Regions from separate parts of the Mus musculus genome. Here all the other regions are linked to region 1. A link is a contact called in public HiChIP or PLAC-seq and capture Hi-C data. All regions are on one chromosome and are shown on one strand. Each heading gives the region's core, a stretch centred on a gene start, on an enhancer-like site or on the middle of the called end of the contact. The rest is flanking DNA. Distances are from core to core; before and after follow the strand shown. Region 1 overlaps Sgpl1 (sphingosine phosphate lyase 1). Region 2 overlaps Cdh23 (cadherin 23 (otocadherin)). Region 3 has its middle 14 kb from the start of Psap.

Evidence for each region. HiChIP or PLAC-seq counts read pairs in DNA pulled down with a chosen protein or histone mark. Capture Hi-C pulls out chosen DNA fragments and counts their contacts.
Region 2: a capture Hi-C map of macrophages shows a contact between it and region 1, with 3 times the contacts expected there. The contact joins two enhancer-like sites. A contact is called at or near these places in 5 of 39 promoter capture datasets (cranial neural crest, embryonic stem cells, hippocampal neurons and 2 more), 2 of 115 datasets of contacts at active chromatin or transcription factors (the NIH/3T3 cell line and astrocytes) and 2 of 9 other capture datasets (adipose tissue and macrophages).
Region 3: an H3K27ac HiChIP or PLAC-seq map of microglia shows a contact between it and region 1, with 7 times the contacts expected there. The contact joins two enhancer-like sites. A contact is called at or near these places in 1 of 39 promoter capture datasets (cranial neural crest) and 2 of 115 datasets of contacts at active chromatin or transcription factors (cardiomyocytes and microglia).

Annotation. Positions count from the first base shown.
Region 1 is chr10:61,120,211-61,124,533 of GRCm38.p6, forward strand. Sgpl1 (sphingosine phosphate lyase 1) reads right to left here. Exons shown (of 15, transcript NM_009163.4): 3 at 3,099-3,264. Among named protein-coding and RNA genes, the nearest start is that of Sgpl1, 25 kb to the right of the region's middle. Within about 2 kb of position 1,696, at least 33 of the 459 cell types and tissues checked have an H3K27ac peak or open chromatin away from gene starts, as enhancers often do. A contact at or near this core is called in macrophages and microglia, where this site is marked.
Region 2 is chr10:60,388,205-60,392,740 of GRCm38.p6, forward strand. It overlaps Cdh23 (cadherin 23 (otocadherin)), which reads right to left. Exons shown (of 71, transcript NM_023370.3): 31 at 3,518-3,666. It also overlaps a transcript of Vsir not described here. Among named protein-coding and RNA genes, the nearest start is that of Gm17455, 9.3 kb to the right of the region's middle. Within about 2 kb of position 1,522, at least 127 of the 459 cell types and tissues checked have an H3K27ac peak or open chromatin away from gene starts, as enhancers often do. A contact at or near this core is called in macrophages, where this site is marked.
Region 3 is chr10:60,260,951-60,265,757 of GRCm38.p6, forward strand. No RefSeq gene overlaps it. Among named protein-coding and RNA genes, the nearest start is that of Psap, 14 kb to the right of the region's middle. Within about 2 kb of position 1,546, at least 207 of the 459 cell types and tissues checked have an H3K27ac peak or open chromatin away from gene starts, as enhancers often do. A contact at or near this core is called in microglia, where this site is marked.

The DNA of each region.
Region 1 (4,323 bases), core at 446-2,945:
GGGAGGGGTGCACTTGTCACTTGTGGAAGTTATAGGACTAGCCTTCCGCAGGATTAAGTTCCAGAGACGAACCTCTCCAGTGTGGGTCACACCCTCAGCGTCTAGTGAAAGACAGACCTGCTCCTTTTGCCAATCCTTCTCAGCCACTGGAACCTAGAGTCTTTGGCCTCCACAGTGGACTAAGGCCAGTGCTCTCCTGAATCCTCTAGGCAGGCTGTGAGCACAAGACTGGGATTGCTGAAAGACCCAGCTTCAGACTGAACTACTAGAGTCTCAGCTTTCCAATGTAAACACAGTCATTACTACTCACTCCCTATCACATAAGCTGATCTAATGAATCTTTCATATGTCCTCATTGGTCCTGTTCCTCTAGGAACCCTGACTAATATAATTGGTATACTCAAGTAGCAAGATTTTAATTGGTCTCAATGGCTTGTTCATATTGTATAAAAGTTTTCTATGGTGAGCACAGGCTCCTTTTTAATAAAAATATATATTAAAAGCTAAAATGGCTTGGAGTTCAACTGACAAAGACTTAAATAGAATACCTTACTAATATAATGGTTTTTGGTAGTTTTCAGATGGACTGCTCAGGGTCAGCAAGTAAGCAGGCACCAGCACCCAAGAAGACGGCTTTATTTCCGCTACAAGTTCAGCAAAGTGCATAACATAGCCAGCTAATAACTGATCTATCTAACCATGAAAACGCAAAGGTAATAAATGTTAACTAACTCAGCTTGACCATTATGCAATACATATACACTTCAAAACATGTTCTAAATAATATTTACAGTTAAATAAAAATTTTAATTTAAAGAAGTAAATACCTAAAGTTAATACTAATTATAACAAACAAGTACGAATGTCAACAACTTACTAACTTTAGTCTAGTTTTATAAATATACAACCTTAAAATGGAAAGTACCCAGAATGGTGATTTTAGGGCTTAGGAAAAATAAGAAATGGAGACTTTGATGTCTTCTGGGTCTATATAGTCCAGGCTGGCCTCAAACTTACAATCCTCCTGCCTTAGTTTTCCAAGGATTAGGGGTTCAAAGTTGCACCACCATACTTGGCTCAGGAACTATTTATCTGCTGAAAGTTCAATTTGAACTAAAGAGAAAATTTTGAGATAGAGACTATATAACAATGTGAATATTAGTTAAATGTGAATGCCACTAAACTGAAGACTTTAAAGTGAGTAAAATGAGAGGCTGAAGAGTGATAGAGTACTTCCCTGGTATGTACAAGGCCTGATATTTGATTCCAGCATGTCCCCTCCCAAGCTTAAAAGGGTAACATAAGGCATGAATGTGATGCACTGACATATGTATGGTAAAACACCTTTACACATAAAATATAAAATAAATTTTAAAAGGCAACATATGTGTATATATATGTACTGTCATAGTAAAAAAGAAAAGACGCCAGACATGGTGACACACACCTGCACATCTTAGCACTCTCGAGGCACAGACAGGAGCACCACTGCAAGCTCTAAGCAAGCCTGGTCTACATAGTGAGACTCTATCCCAAGTTAAGACAAAACAAGACAAGGCCAATGAGCTGGGGGAGGGGAGGTTGGGAGAGGAGTGAAAGACACTTCCTGGATAAGGAGTACACCTGCACAAGCAACTAAAGCTGTAGCCACATATAAACCAGGAGCTGAAATAAAAGGCCAGTCTCAGTCTTGTCAACAGTGTAGGAGAAAACCAGGAGAGGATGAGGAACAGAAACTGAAGACCATGTTTGGTTTGGTTTGGTTTGGTTTGGTTTTGGTTTTGGTTTTGGTTTTTTCGAGACAGGGTTTCTCTGTGTAGTCCTGGCTATCCTGGAACTCACTTTGTAGACGAGGCTGGCCTCAAACTCAGAAATCTGCCTGCCTCTGCCTCCCGAGTGCTGGATTAAAGGCGTGCACCACCACGTCCAGCTTTGAAGACCATGTTTTAAAGCTACGGTGAACTATAATTTGAGACAGGACAGTCACATCTTATTTCCACTTTAATTAAACAGCTCTAATGCCGTAGAACTTGCCTCTAGGCTGTCATGTTTTGCAACATGTACGTTGCTGTAGCTTTAATGCTATTAAAATAGCTCAATGGCTGCATGATAAAAAGATAAAAACTACCTGGTGGTGGTAGCACACACCTTTAATCCCGGCACTTGGCAGGCAGAGGCAGGTGGTTCTCAGAGTCCAAGGCCAGCCTGGTCTACAGAGCTGGCAAGTGCCCCCAACAGATGATGCCACCAAGGAAGTGAAGCAATGGAGAAATATCAAACAAGTAAAAATGCTTAGATTTTTCTTCAGTTATTTACTTCTCCCAAGGAAGTTACTCAAGATATCAGCAGTGTGGGGAAAGCCAAGGATCATCACAAAATAGCCACTGCTCACATCTACTATTTAGATATGAGTATAATCAAACAGCTTACCAAGCACTGCCTGTAGGGAGAAAATAATTCACAGCGTTATGGTCATAGTCACCTAAAGGTGTAGGTGGGAAAGAGAAGGGTGTGCAGGAGCTGTTTACACCTTAGGAAGAGTGTAAGCCGGCCGGTATCTCCTCCTCAGCAGCCCCTAAGAAACAGTGTTGTTCTTCCCAAGTCCATCTGACAAGTCAGTACTACTGTCCCTTAGCAGAAGTTAACTCCAAAGGAAGAAGGGCCATGTGTTACTTATGCAGACATCCCAGAGGCTACTTGGCAGTCAAGTGGTGACTCTTTAATGAAAAGGAAGGCCACAAATGGAAGCAATACATTTCTACTCTGGAAATCTCAAACAACACAATTATGTTCTTAGAAGAAACTAGAACCGAAAAATATGTACCCTACATTCTGAGACATCTGTGAATCTTTATAGTAACGAATACCTAAGGAGTTTCTACCCAAACTATAAATGAAAGGAAAAGAAAAAAATCCACAAAACCATAAATAGTAAGTTTCCCAAAAGTCCTAAAAGAATTTCACAGCTAATAAATCAGGGTCTATTTCCCATCTCAATAGATTTTTAAAAGCCACAACCAAACCAAAAGAAATGCTTCCAACCCACCAGCCATGAATGAGATTCCAGTCTACCTTTACAGAAGGGGTAGTATACTTACTCTCTGGCTGGAAGATAAGCTCATACACCCAGACTATCAGCAGAGTACACAGGACACTCCACGCAATGAGCTGCCAGGGCTCATATTTGGTGCAATATCCATTCACATAATTCTTGGCTTTTGTGGAATATGATTCCAAAATCTCCAAATAAGGCTCGAAGTCCTTCTAGAAATATAAGAAGAAAAACAGAAACATTACATTCAGAGAAAGGAAGTCTGCTCTTGGTTTGTTCAATTCTCATTTTTCAAGGGCAAAGCTGTTACTCAAGATGAGGGCTCCACCTCAGCAATAATCTTATCATCTTCTACAGCCCTCAAAGTTTATACACCAGTTGCTCCCTTACAACAGTGTGGACTTTGATACAAAGTTGATCTGCTTATTTTGTAAAATAAGAGGACTAATCTAGATGAATTCCCAGTGAGCCATCACCTTTATCTCACTGCTGGTATTCCCAGCAGTTCCTCTCTGTAACCAGTCCTCAAAATGAGTGCCATTTTTTTCTCTACTCTCTTTGAATTTCCCCCTTCTCTATTCTCTAAACACAGTAGTTCGGTATGGACCCAGACTTTGACTATTTTAGGTGCTATGAACTAATTCTGTTACAGCTACTCACCTCTGGTGCTGTGGCAGTGTACTGTGTGCTAAGGTTCCGACACAGCTTAACTATATGAATGCTGAAATCTTTCATATAATGCTGTATCACAAAATATTCTTTCTAGCCAACTCTCTGAAAATGTAAAGATCAAGTTCATGCAAACAATCCCAGCACTTAAGAGTCCAGAACAGTACCACAGTTCAGGGGCGAGCCTAGACAACATAATGAGACTTGGTCTCATTTAAAAAAAAAAAATCATTCTTGGTTCACAGAGTCAGATTCAACTATAAGGTTACTATTGGCTAATCCTGCTCTAAAAACTCACTCACCTACTGGGAGTCTGTCATGGTATTTTACTATTACTGTATCCCACACAGTATCTGAGATAAACAACAACAACAACAACAACAAAAATCTCATCTGTAAACTTACCAGAATCAGTCAAAAGCTCTCTGAGATTGACCCTAGGACCTCCTTTATGAATGCCAGATCCAGGTAAATATTCTACCACTGAGCTATATCCCAAGCCCTTCTTTACTTTAATTTTGAGATAGTATGACTAAGTTGCCAGGCTAGTCTTCAACTTTATAGGCAAAGCAGCTCTCAAACTTAATCCTCTTGCCTGAACT
Region 2 (4,536 bases), core at 272-2,771, 730 kb before region 1:
AGTTTGCTGTAGACCTGAATCTTGTTGCCTGGAAGACCAGAATGGAGGGAAAAGACACACAAGCTACCAGAAACCCCAGGCTCTGCCTCCTTTAAGAGACTGGGAAAAGAGTCTCAGAAAAGAGAAGTAATTTTCCCCAAGATCTCACAGGGACAAGGAGGGCTGGTGTCTCCTGGCTCCCTATCTATCCATGCTTAGGCTTCGTGCTGGGGATGAGCTGGCCCCAGTATAAGACATCCTTCTGGCTCCCTAGAGCCAGGGAAGCATTACCATGAAGCAGGATGGAGAAGGGAGGAAGTGGGGTGGGGTAGCTCAGTGTGCACAGCACAGGTCACAGCTGTCAGTGGCAAGGACAGGACAGAAAGGGGAAGGAGGGCAAGACAGCCTCAGAGAACCTGCCTTTGGCACTTTGCCTATATCCATAGCTGTCTCTGGGGTTACACACACATGCGCATGTGCTCACACACACACACACACACACACACACACACACACACTACATACACACCTACATAGACCACATACCATGCACACACATATGTAGCTGCCTCTGGGGTTATCCTAACACACACACACACACACACACACACACACACACACATATACACACACACATATACACACACACCACACAAACACCTCCCATATAAACACCACACACATTTACACACACATACCACACATGAACCACATATAGAACCTCTCACCACATACCACATACCACAGACACACTAGACACACACACATACCATGCACATATACACACATACACCATACACACTACAGACACACACAAACACACCACATATACATATACACACACAACACACAAATACTACCATATACCACACATATACATATAACACACACAAACACCCCCATATGCACACCACACACACATACCACACATACTACATATACAACCCCCCTACCACACACCACAGACACATTAGACACACACACACATACCACACACACACACACAACCCTCTAGGTTATCAGGGAATTTACTGGATGACTAAGGGTGGGAAGAGTGGCAAAGCCAGGGGAGAAGATGGATGTGGTGGCCAGGGAGGCTCACAGAGAGCTCACCACTCCACTGCCCTGAGGTTCCACAGCCCTGTCACGCCAGCACCTTTCAGGTCCGGACATCGAGAATCTACTATGCAAACGACAGGGTCCACCTCAGTCTGCAGCTGTAGTGGGAGCCTTCTAAATTTGGCTTCACCCACAGTTTGTTGCAGAAGATCCTGGGTGTGGTGACTGTGAGGGGAATTGGCATGGGTGAATTTCGGGAACTCTGTGTAAACAGATATTAACTATCCATCTTTTAAAACGGCAAGCCTTCCCTTTCCGGAGTTTGCTTGTTCTAATGACCTTGCCTTCTGGGGGACATCGGGGAAGAAGCTGTCAGTCTGATAGTGTAAGAGGAACGGGAGAGGGGCGGAGTGTAGCTTGCCACAATGTGGCCAGGCTTTCAACACTTCTGGCTGCTTTCGGCAGTAGAGAGAGGAGGAAAGATGGTGTGGTTTGTGAACCTGAGAGACACAGCTGAACAGGAAGTACAGGCCAGCTGAACTCTTGCTGAACAGGAGGATGCTGCCAGGTGCCTCAGAGCCAGAATGCCTTCTGTCCCGAGTGTCTGCACAGGGCTGCCCGACCCTCCAACAGGGATAAGAGGGCAGTTGCGTGTATACACTGTGCATGTGGGCATGTACACACAGAGATGCCCAGCATCCAGAAGGAAGGTTTCCCTCCTTACTTCCTGGACTTCATGGGGACTGTTGCTAGCTGTTAAAGTAGAAATTGCAGCTTACTGGGCAAAACTAGCATCCTCACATTGCTATCAGAAAGCGCCCCAGCTCTCCTGACTCTCTTAGGAGAACAGATGCTCTAAACTGCAGGGGCCATCGAATCTCCATGCCAGGGGACAACACCTGAATTCTTAAAGTTACTCTTTGGGTATGTAGTGCTTGTCAGGGTGCCAAGAACCCTCCTTGGGCATGGTGGTCCAGGAATCATATAGTGTAGAGGTAAGAGAATAGTCTGGACCACCTGCCTGGGGTGAAGCCTGGCTCTACCCATACCATAATGGGACCCTTATCAAGTTGGTTGATTCCTCTCTGCCTCAGTCTCCTCATCTGTAGAATGGGGGTAACGCAGGGCCTTCCTCAGAATTGGGTCAAATTTCTTTTTCCTCAGGGTCTTGAGGGCAGGAGCATATAAAAGGGGCCCAAGGCTGTGACTGGGGTGCCTCACCTTAAGGTTGTACACAGTCTGCCTTTGATCTGTTTTACACCCTGGGATGTTGCAAAGAACTCGGTTTAACAACAAGGTTGGTGGCTAAAAATGGCACATAGCAGAGTGATCGGGCTCTTGAGAAACAGGTGGGTGGGGGAGGGGAGGGGAGGGGACACAGAGAGGGCTGTGGTTAGGATGCCTGAAGTCCAGGGGTCCAGCCTGAACCTCACTGATACCAGCCATTCTTGTGACCAGATGTGAGTTTACTGAGGGGAAAGACACAGGCAGGCCCCACGGTGCTCATTAGCATGTGAATAAGAGCCTGTCACAATGGGAAGCTACTGTGGCGACTTCCTGGTACATACCCAGAAAACTGTATCTCTGTCAACGTGTCCTCTAAGGGTCCAAGGGACTTGATCCCTCTGCTGTATCCACTTGGACAGGTATTCATTCTCTTCTTAAGGGATGGGGGAGGGGGGTAGCTTGTCGGGAGCCAACTTTCTCTCCCATCTTCTCTGAGAGCAAGGAGCTAGAAACTCAGAGCTGGCCCAGCTCTGACAGATCTGCCTGGGGCCCAGAGTTTGGTTGGAGACATCCATCTTTAACAAGAGGGGAAGCATCCCGGAGGGAGGGACTTGAGCAACAGCTGACCAGCTATCTCCTGCTCAATGTTTCCAGTCCCAGCAAACAGCGGGTTGCTCTGGGCTGATGGGTTCCACTGACTCAGCCACACTCAGGCCTGGGTACGTGTCCCTGTCTGATGAACTCCCACCTTCCTCCATGACAGGAACCTCTGGGTTCTGACTCACTTCCTATGGCTTTAGGGGAAGGGGCCTATGGGCTGCTACATGTGTATGGAGGGTGAGGCGGGGTGAACATTAAACAACATAGACAGGAGGCAGACCTCTGTGTGTGACCATTAGAGAAGGTCTCAAGTCTTGCTCAAGAGGCCAAGTTACTTCTCTGTAACTCTATTTCTTCATCTGCAAAGCAATATTGCTACCTGCTCCTCTAAGCTTATGTCTAGGAGGGCTCTCAGTTCGTTGTGGAGAACTGGGTGTCTATAAGGAATGGATCAGTGACAATTCCTCTTTCCTCCCTTAGAACAGACATGAGTATCGTGGATCCCCTTCCTCAAGAAACCATGGCACAGAGTGAAAGGACAAATCCAAAATCCCTGGCTGGTCTAGGCCTTTAGTCTCTTCACCAAATTCCTTGCCCTGCATGCCAGTCAGTAGTGAAACCTGCCCCACCAGGCCCCAGTTTGTGTTCTCACCCTGACAGAGCTCCGCATGGGCCCCAGGTCATGGTTGTAGGCTTCTACCATCAGTACGTGGGACGAGTTCCGTTCCCTGTCCAGGGGCCTTGGCCCTCGCATCAGGAGCCCGCTGCCTACGTGGATCCGGAAGTTGTTGCCATGGTTACCTGTGGAGCAGCACATGAGATGCATGGGCTGGACCGGGAAGAGGATGCTTATGAGATAGAAGGCAGTGAGTTCCAGGCCCTATGGCACATTGGTCCTGCCCACAGGACTTGGGCATTGAATTAATTATTAATTAATAAATCCCAGCATGAAGTTGCTACTTGTCTCAATGGTTTATGTTCTCAAGTGAAAGATATACACATAGCCTTTATACAAGTAGCTACATTTCTCCCTTTTTGTCCAATTAAAAAGGCTCTTTCCTCTCAGATACACATTGAACATAATTATAACAATTGCGTAAATTGTAAGGTATTGTAAGGTATGATATAACACCCATTTGGAAATGTGGGTAAAGTATTCTATCATCTATCCTAACTGAAAGAATTACAATTCTGTGTCTCAAATATGTTTGATTTTAATTTGTATCACCATCTGAAAACCATCCGTTCACTTGGGAATTTGGTTAACGCCCACAATGGCCTAAGAGAGGAGGACATGGAACTGAAGCTCACTGGCCTCTTCCTTATATGAAGCATAAGGTCTAACCCTGTCTCCACACTTCCACTTCTATTGGGGATATGGAAGCTTGAGGAGAACCCTAGTGTCTGTCGGTGAGTGAATCTAGGATGTAGCGGACCCGACTGGGCCGGATTGGTACCCATGATCTTGACTTCTCTCCGGGGACACACTTATTCACACTTGGTCCCTGGAGTTCATGCAGGGTGGCTGCACCCCTGATCCTGCAAGCCAGCAGGTGAGTGGCGTTTCATGCTCTGGCTGTGGTGAACAGCTCAGGGGCGGGCTTGTGTTTCTAGGGGGACTCTCACCAGTGACTTTCCCAGGGGATGCCCTGACTTCCAAGGTTTTCTCTT
Region 3 (4,807 bases), core at 296-2,795, 860 kb before region 1:
GAGTTTCAGGGACCCACTCTCAGGCTGGACATGTGGCTCAGTTGGTAGAGTGGTTGCCTCGTATGCATGAAGCCATAGTTTCACCCTCAGCATGGTAAAAATGAGGTCTGATAGCACATGCCTGTGACCCCAGCATTTCATGTGACTGTAGCATTTCATCATGTGACCCCAGAATGCCTTGTGACCCCAGCATTCCTTGTGACCCCGGCATTTCATGTGACCCCAGAATTTCATGTGACCCTAGCATTTGAGAAATAGAGACAAGAGGATTAAGAATGCAAGGTTACATTCTGAGTTTGAGGCCAGCCTGGGCTAGAAGAGACCCTGTCTAGGGAAAAAAGAAGGAAGGGAGGACGGGGAGAGGGAGGGCTAGCCTCCCCTTCTCACACCAGGTGCCCCCTGCACACACCTGGTCTCCTAAGGCCACAGAAGGCAAGATGCGTGTCGGGGCACTTGAGAGAGAGAGAGAGAGAGAGAGAGAGAGAGAGAGAGAGAGAGAGAGAGAGAGAGAGAGAGAGAGAGCTATCAGGTGAGCAGTCTTTCTCCACCCCCACCCCTCCAGGAGCCCCCACCTGCCTTCCAAAATTAAGCCTTTTCTAGAAACACACGTTGCTCCCTGTCCAGGGCAAAGGTGGCGCAGGAGAGCTCCTGCCCAGCCAATCGTCCTAGCCCCGGCTCTGAGAACAAAGCTTTCTCTTTCTTCCCCAAACCTCCTCGGGACTCTGAGATTAAAGAGAATTGCAGGCTTATGCTTTAAGCTTATTATCACCAGGGCAAAAGACTGATCAGGGAAAAAACTGTCCACAGTGCCAGGGACTTAGAATTTGCTCCAAGTTTAGCCTGGATGACCCTGGAGAAGCCTGGCATCTTCTGGGCCTGTTTCTCCTTCTGGTGAGAGGAAGGGGGCAGGGTCATGGAGAGATGGTGTGTGTGTGTGTGTGTGTGTGTGTGTGTGTGTGTGTGTGTGTGTAGCCCAGTTGGACTGTATGTGATGCTACACACCTGTAATCTTAGCACTTGGGAGTTCAATGCCAGCCTGGCTAACAAGACCCTGTTTAAAAAACATAAATAACTTTCAGTCCTTTAAAAAAAAAGATTTGTTTATTTTATGTATATGAGTACACTGTTACTCTCTTCAGACACACCAGAAGAGGGTGTCATATCGCATTGCAGATGGTTGTGAGCCACCACGTGGTTGCTGGGATTTGAACTCAGGACCTGTGGAAGAGCAATCAGTGCTCTTAACCACCAAGCCAATTCTTCAGCCCACTTTCAGTCCTTTTGGAGGGCCTGAAATTTTTACTGGATTTTGTGTGCCGTAAGGTCTTCTCAGCCCAGCCTGGTGCCTCTCACACCAGTATCCCCAGTCAGAGACCCTGGGGCCTATTACCAATCTCGTTCCTTTTAATGATGCTGTTTGGTTGGTTTTCTTTGAGACAAGGTTTTCCTATGTGGTGATCCTCCTGCCTCAACCCTCTGAGTGTTGGAATAGACAGGGCATGAGCCATCACACCCCTTTCCTGAAAGCAGTGGCTCTTAGCTGCAAGACCCAGAGTGGGTGAGCCTATCCTGCTGAATCACTGTGCCTCACAAGGCCAGAGAGACAAAGACTGTGGAGGGCCCAGTCTCATGGCTTGGCACTCCGCCAGGCTCGTGATCTGGCAGCTGCAGGCAGTGGCTTCCTCCAGGGGACTGTTTGTACTGTGGCATCTCCTCCATTGGAGTCACACACACACACACACACACACACACACACACACACACACACACAGGAGGCCCCTTCCTCCCCGAGTTCTCCAAAGATGAGGAGATGTTCTTTTGCAAGCCCAAGGTGATGGTGTGTCTGTGTGTGTGTGTGTGTGTGTGAAGTCTTGGCCTCATTGTTACCTAGCCGTGTGCCATTGGGCAAGTCATGTAGCTTCTCTCCATTTATATTTTAACCTGGGAATAACTGTGACACCCAGCCTTATTGTGCATGTCACATGTGCCCTGAGCTGCTGTAAGCACCTCAAGTATATTAACTCACTTAAAATAACGCAAGAAAGGTACTGCTAACAGCCCCATTTTATAGATGAGGAAATCCAAGCACAGAGAGGTTCGTGTCTTGTCAAGGTCACCCAGCAATCCGTGGTGGGTCTGGGACACAAGCCAGGTTGTCTGACCTCAAGCCTGGGGGTCAGGAAGAGCCTGTCACCCCTCAGCCTTAATGTCACATCAGTTATTGTTCATGAGAACAAATAGGGGTTCATTCCCCCTCCTTCCTGCACTCAGAATGAAGTCACATAGTGATTAGCGATACCAGGGACATCGACTACCCAGGAAGCTGAGCTCCCCAGCAGACATACCACTTGGGGGTTAGTGCTGGGTGGGGGTGGGATGCAGCAGGGCACCCTGAGCCTGGTCCTTCACAGTTCCATCAGCAATGGGAACAGTATCCCTGGGTCTGCGACCCTCAGCTCAGTCACGATGAGCAGGAACTGAGAATCAGCCTGAGCCCTACCACCGAGCCTCCTCACTTGAGGATGTAGGGACAGGCTCTGCCATCTTGAGTCCAGGATGTGTTGTCACAGCTCCTTAGCAGCTGGCTAGGCAGGGAGGGGCTGCAGGTGGCAGGGAGCTCCCTGGAGTGACCCACCAACTGGAGGAAGTGGGAATCCAGAGGTCTAGCCCACAGGCGGCTTGGGATGGGCAGATGGGCGTTGGTTGGGGGCAGTGAGGTCTGCCTCCTTCCTCCCAGGGTTGACTCTACAGTCACTGCAGGTCCCGCTGGCCCTGCCACCAATGCAGGTGACTTGGCGGTGGTGCTGCAGGGTGGCTCTAGACTCGGGCACTGTCTTTGAGGTCAGCATGAGGTGGGACTCACATCATTGCTGGCCTCTGGCCTCCTCCTGGGTCCCGTTTAGGGAGCATGACAAGGCTGTAGCAGTCCCTGGGACAGATGGTCTCCCTTGCTGTCCTGTAAGGGTACATTCCCCCCATTTTCTAAGTGAGAACACTGAGGCTTGGCCAGGCCTTCCGATCTCCACAAGGGGTATAGCAAACGTTGGAGCTGTTTTTGTCTTTTTGTTGTTTGTTTGTGTTTGTGTGTTTGTTAAAGACAGGATCTCTCTCTCTAACTAGCTACCTCTGGCTGGCCTAGAATTTGCTATGTAGACCAAGCTGATCTCAGACTCACAGAAATCTGCCTGCTTCTGCCTTCCCAATGCTAGATTGAATTGTGTAGCACCACACTTGGCTGGAGATGGGATTTTAATTTGGTACCACTGACACAGGATCTCACTGTGTAACTTAGAACTTACTATGTAGATATGCCCATCTCTGCCTCCCAAGTGGCCATCATCTATGGATATTTTAAAATCACTTTTGTCCTTTCTTTCTCTCTCTCTTTTGTCTTTTCTTTCTTTCTTTCTTTCTTTCTTTCTTTCTTTCTTTCTTTCTTTCTTTCTTTCTTGTTTTTGTGACAAGGTCACTTTATTAAGTAGCTCTGGCTGTTCTGGAATTTGCTATGCAGACCAGACTATCATCAAAGGGAGAGAGGGAGAGAGTGGGGAGGGGGAAGAGAAAGAGAGGAGGAGAGAGAGAGAGAGAGAGAGAGAGAGAGAGAGAGAGAGGAGGCCACAATGTTGTGATGACACAGGGAAGAGCCTCTGGGAGAAGGGCAGCCACAGCCCTTGGGCTGGAAGGTTCAGGGTTGGGAGCAAGGTATTCCAGGTAGAGACTGAGGGATTCTGGGAGAACCTGGAGGCCAGGTCTGCTGTGATATGTAAAATATGCACCTGAGTCCCTTGTCACAACATTTACCTGCTGGGCCCCCTCCCAGCACTTGGGAGGTAGAGATCTCTGTGAGTTCAAGGCCAGCCTGGTCTACATAGTAAGCTCCTGGCCAGCTAAGGCTTCATAGTGAGATCCTGTCTCAATAAAAGACAGATGCTGGTTGCCAGTATTCAGAAAATGAAAACGGACAGATCATTTGAGTTTAGGAGTTCAAAACTAACCTAGAAGTGGGGATTTTGCTGTTTCCCCCAGTTGGTTGGCCCTTTTTGGTTGCTTTTGTCTTATTTGGAGTCTCATGTGTAGCGGTGAATTAGTTAACCAGCTTTGGCTCCGAGCAAGTCACAGGCATATCCTATCCTCCCAAGAGCTAAGAGCTCTCTGGATTCCTGAATGAGACAGACAGACAGACACACACACATACACACACACACCCCAAACTAATTGACTTTGGTTATCTGTGGAGAGGAGAAACTATTAGACATTTTGTTTTCTCCACACTGGATTACAATGTTAATGACCTCCCCCAGCCCGGGTCTGCTGAGGGCAGAAGCGGCCGTGAACACTCTATACCTGGCTAAGCCAGGCCGAGAAGTCCTATCTGTGAGTTAAAGGTTGAATGGGCAGTCTGACCTTGAAACAGGTTCATTTGCCTTCTGTGGCAATGAACTGCCCTGCCGTTGCATGGGAACTTTTCTCCTAATTGGCTGAGCAGCTGCATCAGTGGCTCTGATAGAGAAGCGAGATACAAGCCAAGGTTCTTCTTAGAAGGCAGCCAGCTGGAAGCAAGTGGGGGAGAATATTCTGGATCGTTGACGGCAGGGCCTGGCCTCCCGAGCTAAGCCAAGCTTCCAGTGTGTGTGTGGTGTATGTGTGTGTGTGTGTGTGTATGTGTGTGTGTGTTGAATCTAAAGCTTTTGAAACACGCTAGGCAAGTGTTCTACCACTGGGTTATACTTCCAGTTCTTTTTGCTTCCATTTTGAGGTAGGGTCATGCAATGTAGCTCAGGGTGACCTCAAACTTCATAGTGATCCA